Regions from separate parts of the Mus musculus genome. Here region 1 is linked to region 2. Evidence: chromatin contacts called from public promoter capture Hi-C data. All regions are on one chromosome and are shown on one strand. Each heading gives the region's core, a stretch centred on a gene start, on an enhancer-like site or on the middle of the called end of the contact. The rest is flanking DNA. Distances are from core to core; before and after follow the strand shown. Region 1 overlaps Gm33655 (a long non-coding RNA gene). Region 2 holds the start of Foxe3 (forkhead box E3).

What was found. Promoter capture Hi-C pulls out the DNA fragments that hold promoters and counts their contacts.
Region 1: a contact with region 2 is called in a promoter capture Hi-C map of second pharyngeal arch cranial neural crest. The contact joins the enhancer-like site here to the promoter of Foxe3 in region 2. A contact is called at or near these places in 17 of 39 promoter capture datasets (the C10 cell line, the HPC-7 cell line, HPC-7-derived erythroid cells and 12 more), 8 of 15 datasets of contacts at CTCF or cohesin (the NIH/3T3 cell line, embryonic stem cells, hippocampal excitatory neurons and 3 more), 46 of 484 Hi-C or Micro-C datasets (the 63-12 cell line, the Ba/F3 cell line, CD4 T cells and 33 more), 19 of 115 datasets of contacts at active chromatin or transcription factors (the HPC-7 cell line, a beta-TC-6 cell line, bone marrow-derived macrophages and 13 more) and 2 of 9 other capture datasets (adipose tissue and macrophages).

Annotation. Positions count from the first base shown.
Region 1 is chr4:114,650,594-114,653,546 of GRCm38.p6, reverse strand. All of the region lies in intron 1 of Gm33655 (a long non-coding RNA gene), which reads left to right. Among named protein-coding and RNA genes, the nearest start is that of Gm12829, 28 kb to the left of the region's middle. Within about 2 kb of position 1,661, at least 87 of the 459 cell types and tissues checked have an H3K27ac peak or open chromatin away from gene starts, as enhancers often do. A contact at or near this core is called in the 63-12 cell line, the Ba/F3 cell line, CD8 T cells and 17 more, where this site is marked.
Region 2 is chr4:114,924,374-114,927,469 of GRCm38.p6, reverse strand. It overlaps Foxe3 (forkhead box E3), which reads left to right and starts at 1,403. Exons shown (of 1, transcript NM_015758.3): 1 at 1,403-3,027. The coding sequence starts at 1,457. The coding sequence ends at 2,323.

The DNA.
Region 1 (2,953 bases), core at 412-2,911, 270 kb after region 2:
TTTAATTGAGGCTTGCTTACAGTTCAGAAGTTTAGTTCATTGACTTTCATGGTGGCAAGCATGGCAGCGTGTGGGCAGACATGGTGCTGAGAATTCTACATCTGGATCTGGCAGGCAGCAAGAAGAGAGAGAGAGACTTGGTCTGGCTTAAGCACTTGAAACTTCAAAGCTCATCCCCAATAACACATTTCCTCCAACAAGGCCACACTTTGCAACAGTGCCACTTCCTATGTGCCTATGGAGGCCATTTTCATTCAAACCATCACACTAGCCTAAAACTCAGACATCTGCCTTCATCTGCTTCCCAAGTGCTAAGATCAAAGGCATACACCACCATACCTGACTTCATATAGACCTGTAAAAATAGCTCATTTTGTCCCACAGGGCAGGCAGAGAGGCAACACCAATAGCAATAGTGAAACGACAGTGAAATCAGTGCTCCAAATCTCCACATTAGAGAGAACCCTGTGTGTTTCTCAGGTCTGTTTCCTGTCCAGCTTCAACTGCTTACACATCTTAGCCTGTCATCTGTGAGCGATTTGCAGCTGAAACAGACTTTCTTCTTTTGTTCTGAAGTTCGACTACCACATGTAAGTCAGGACTCCACCACTTTCCTTTACATTATCATACCCATTGTGTGGGTGGGTGTCACCAAAGAACATGTGTGGAGGTCAGAGGACAATCTGTGAATCAGCTTTCTCTTTCTACCATTTGAGTCCTGGGGATTGAACTCAAATCTTCAAGTTTGGCAGCAAACCTCTTTACACACTTAATCATATTGCCGGCCCAGCCCCACCATTAAATTACTTTGAAAACGCTACTTAATTTCTTGGTCTCTGTTTCTAGATCTGATAATTGGAATTATAACAGTTCCTACTTCTTGGCAGCAGAAACAGGAAGCAGCAGGCTGACCACATCTCATTTGCATACAGGAAGCAGCAAAGACAGAGCAGGAAGTAGGGCAAGGCTAGAAACAAGTGGTTTTCAAACTTTTCTAACGCTGTGACCCTTTAATACAGTTTCTCATGTAAACACCTCTTCCCCGTGATAAAATTATTTTATTGCTACATCATAACTATAATTTTGCTACTGCTACAAATTTTAATGCAAATATTTGATATGCAGGATAAACTCTCAAAATCCTCCCAAAAGTGATGTTGTTCTTCTAGCAAGGTTTCATCCTTTAAAGGTTCCACTTCCCCAAACAGCACTACCAACTGGGGAATCAAGTGTTCAAATATATGTACCCATGGGGGACATTTCTCATTCAAACCACCAGTGCCTGTTATAGTAAAGGAAGGTAATAGGTTAAAAAAGAAAGATAGGAAGAAAAGAGAAAAACTTCAGATGACAAACTTAGTGAATCTTTCACATCAATCCACCTCTATCTTCCATGTTTGCTTTCCCATTTCTATCACATTGTTGCTTCTTTCATGAATGTTCTAGAAAGAATTGTGACCTCAGTCATTCAACAGATATTTACAGAACACTTCTGGATGCTAGGTGTGACCAGATGCAGAGACTGCTTACACAAAGAGGAACTCTGGGTTCAGCTAGTATTGAATCATGGGCCCTTCCATCTTCTCGCAAGGAGACTCCCTCCCAGGAGCCAGGAGGACCTGTGCTTGCTGGCAGGCAGAACAGATGCTATGGGCTTGAAACACTGGGATGTCCACTTTGCTCTGCTCTCGCTGCAGCCAGGCATGCTGAGCCTTGGTCACATTAGAGTCCTGGCTCTGCCAGTTTGGAGCCAGGCCACTTGTTCTTGGATAGACTCCCTTAATCTTATAAACCCTGGCTTCCTTACAAGTAAAACTAGGGTATAATGCCTGCCCTGCTTCAATGCCCGAGTTTCTGTGAGAGGAGATACTGGCGATACAAGGGAGACAAGAGCCCATGCCTCCCCTCCTCACCATCTGAGGGAAGGAAGCAAACACGCCAAGCTGTGTACTTTCATTCTCTACATGATTCTCCCACTCAGGATGCCTTTCTTCAGGCAAATTGTAACCCATACAGTTTGGTGAGAAAAGCTCCCTAAGTTCCCTAGGTCCCTATAGGTGTGGTGGGGAGCAGGACTCCTGGTCAGTCCTGGACTGTGACTTAACTCTCTCTTTCCAGGCTGGAGAGAATCCATCGTGGACCTCAGGCTGTTAGAGCTGAGCTTGGGCCAGGGATGTGCAGTGGGTCTTGGTTGGAAGATATGTGTAACCCCCCCTCCACTCCCACACATAAGACATCCAGGCATAGAGCTCATGGGAACTGCTGCAGGGCAGGGCTGGAGTTTCACTTTTGGCCTAGCTTAGATGGAGAGTGACAGGGCTGGGGGCTGCCTGACAGTTCAAAGAAGATATGTGACTCGGAGGTCAAAGTTCAGCAGAGAAGTCATTCTCTAGCCTCCTCAACTGGGAAAAATGTGTTCAAGCTGTTGCCCCTCCTGAGGTCTGCCCTGTCTTTCTGTTCCCTCCCCTGGCTCCTCGCACTTTTGGGTGGGGGCGGGGTTCTTCTGGGTCTCACTCACATGGCCTGGATCCATCCATCTTTATGCAAGAAGTTCCTGGGCTCTCGTCGCACTGAGCCTTCCTGAAGGTCAGGCTCTGGTGAAGCTGAGGTGGATAAGTTCACAGACTGGATGGAAGAAAGAGACAGAGCAGACCCTGTTGATCCAGCTGGATCTAAGCTCAGAGGATGAGAGCTTCTGTTTATCTAGTGTTCCTTATGAGCCACAGGTTGTGATGCATCACGTCACTGGACCAGCACCGTATATACGAAGCCAGTAGCTCCTATGCCATTTGGCAGCTAGAGAGCTATGAGTCACTCGGAGGGTATCTGCCTACAAGAAGCTGGTCTGGAAGCTCCAAGGCCTTATCCATTCTACCATGTGCCTTTCTCCAGAGTGGGGAGAGCTGCTCCACGAAGCTTGGAGCAGTGAGGGGTGTGTGTGGCTAGTGGTCCT
Region 2 (3,096 bases), core at 154-2,653:
GGGACCACACATGCATGCCACTATGCTGGACTAAAGCTTCCATTGTAAGGAAAGGCATTAGAAGAGCAGTGATGGGTAGTGCTCTGACCACAGGGTTTCATTTCTGCTCTGCCACTATTAGTGTACCTTGTGGGAGTCGAGGTATACTACTTTACCTCTCAGAGCACCTGTTCCCTCAGCCAAGAAACGGGGATAGTACTACCGCCCAGTGGAGCTTAAATGCCAGTGAAATACTATAAGTATTTACCAAATACAAAATGCTAAACAGTGGTAGCTGTGATTTGTTATCAGCTGTGTACAGGAGGGGAGTCTTTGAGCCCCATGCTTGAATTTGGATTTTGCATCCTTGGCTACAGGCCACCTGAATCTAGCTTTGGGCATCTGCACTAGACTAGCAAATTAGAGGGCAGGTCCGAGCCCTCTCCTCTCGAGGTAAGGGATAAGATATGCTTCATCAGAGATGGAGTCTGATGGGTGCCCAAATTTTCTCAAGGGCTGGCTGTACTCACAAGACCTTGGCAGTAAGTGCCTCTGGGACTTGTCACAGTAAGACCTTCTCTTGTCTCTGTGCTCCTTGCTCTGCCTCTACTTCCCTTGATCTTGTCAGTCTGCCTGCTTTAAGAACAAGGCTTCTCCGCCTTTGGCTCTCTCTGTGTGCTGGTGGGGCATTTTAACAAAAACTCTCCCCTCTCTCTACCCACTGATAATGCTACATCAGAAAGCAGTTCGCTCAGCCCTGCCTTCAGTGGAAGCATGTGGGGGGGGGTATGCGCCTTTTGGGGGGGAGAGGTGGAGTTATGTATGTTTGAAACAAGTTTCCCTGGAGTCAGGGATGGATAAGGATGAAGGGGGTGCAGCAGGGAAAGGAGTTAGGGCTTCTAAACATTTTCCCCTGCAACAAAGGCAGCCTGGTTCTGCGCTGTCTTGCTGTCTTCCATCATCTTCACTCTGGTTCTCTGCTGTCCAAAGGAGCCTGATGCCTCCCTGACCAGCTACATAGGATGCCTGAGGCTAGCAAAGACTGCTGGAGCGGGAACTAGAAGCATGGGGAAGGCTAAGGGGGATCTGACCTCTACAAGGCACAAAATGGGGAGAGGGCAGTAGAGTGTGCTGAATGGGTGTGTTTGTAATTGGGGTTGACCCAAAGGGGCGGGGGTAATGGGAGCAGTACTACCAAATACCACGGGATGGGGATGGGGCCCAGAGACTGACTCAGGGATGAGGGAGGGTCTGAAAAAAATTGACCCAGAGGGACTAGACCAAGGGAGGGGGAGAAACAGAGGTGGGCTGCCAGCCCGGGAAGGGGGCTGGGAAAGCAAATTAGAGGGCAGGTCAGGGCCCTCTCCTCGGGAGGTGGGAGTGTGTGTGTCCATATAAGGCGAACCTGCGACCCCCGCTCTCCGGGGCGCGAGCAGGGACTCCGCATCCCTAGGACCCCCACCCCCACCCCCCGCACATGGATGCGCAAGTCGCTTTCTCGGGCTTCCCGGCCTTGCCCTCGCTCACGCCGTCCGGGCCGCAGCTGCCGACGCTGGCGGGAGCCGAACCGGGGCGCGAACCGGAGGAAGTGGTGGGCGGTGGGGACGCCGAGCCCACGGCCGTGCCTGGCCCGGGGAAGCGACGGCGGCGGCCACTACAGCGTGGGAAGCCGCCCTACTCATACATCGCGCTCATTGCCATGGCCCTGGCGCACGCTCCCGGCCGCCGTCTAACGCTGGCAGCCATCTACCGCTTCATCACCGAGCGCTTCGCCTTCTACCGCGACAGCCCGCGCAAGTGGCAGAACAGCATCCGCCACAACCTCACCCTCAACGACTGTTTCGTCAAGGTGCCGCGCGAGCCGGGCAATCCGGGCAAGGGCAACTACTGGACGCTCGATCCCGCGGCCGCTGACATGTTCGACAACGGTAGCTTCCTGCGGCGCCGCAAGCGCTTCAAGCGCGCTGAGCTGCCCGCACCGCCGCCGCCGCCGCCGCCCTTCCCCTATGCGCCCTTCCCGCCCCCGCCAGCACCCGCGTCCGCTCCGCCCGCGCGCCTCTTCCGCCTGGACAGCCTGTTGGGCTTGCAGCCTGAGCCGCCGGGACCCGTGGCGCCCGAGCCGCCTTGCTGCGCCGCGCCCGACGCCGCCTTCCCGCCCTGTGCCGCCGCAGCCTCGCCGCCGCTCTACTCGCCAGCGTCCGAGCGCCTGGGGTTACCCGCGCCGCTGCCCGCCCAGCCTCTCCTGGCCTTGGCGGGATCGGCCGGCGCGCTCGGGCCGCTCGGAGCCGGGGAAGCCTACCTGAGACAGCCGGGCTTCGCGCCGGGGCTGGAGCGCTACCTGTGAGTCGCTTTCCGCTGCGGGAGCGCCTGGTGGAGCCTTCTGCCCCGGCCTGCGCTGGAGCAGTGCGAGCTTGTCCGTGGTACCCGTACCCGCCCGCCCGCAGCGTGGCGCAATTCGCTGGGTCCCCGAGCCTTGCTTGGGGCTAAGCCTTCCCTGCCCTCCTCCATCCCTGGGGAGACCCTGGCTGTCTCACCACCAGACTGAAGCGCCCTCTCCAATTTGAGGTCTTTCCTCCCTTTACTTGTGCTCCCCACATAAGCACCCTTGCACTGCCAAATCCGGTGCTTTGGAACTCCAGCCCCAGCCCCAAATGTCCCTGTGAGTTCCAGTCTGTGGAAACTTTTCGTTCCAAGGCACCTCCTCCATCTCTGATGTTTTGCCAACACATCAGAGGTCAGACTCCTGGGTTCATTACTTCTACCCCATCTTCCTCCATTTACCGATAAGTTTGGCAAATTTGTTCCCTGCCCTAGGTTTACAGTCTGTGCTTGTTTTCTTACCGAGCCTGTCTCCGACAAAGACTCACCTGAGGGCTCTGCTCTGAACAGTTCTTCAGATTTTCTAGGTTACTCGGCACCAGGATCTCCTGACTGAATGGGGAATTAATGGGAGTCTGTGGCTGCTCCACCCCATGGAAAGCACAGAACTTATCTGTTTATGGTTATTTTTCAATCAAAGCTGGTTTAATTAAAACAAAAACAAAGAAACATTTTTCTGGGTTTGTTGTGTTGGCTGGGAACTTGGGAGTTGCTGGGAAAGATGGTGGGTGACATTTG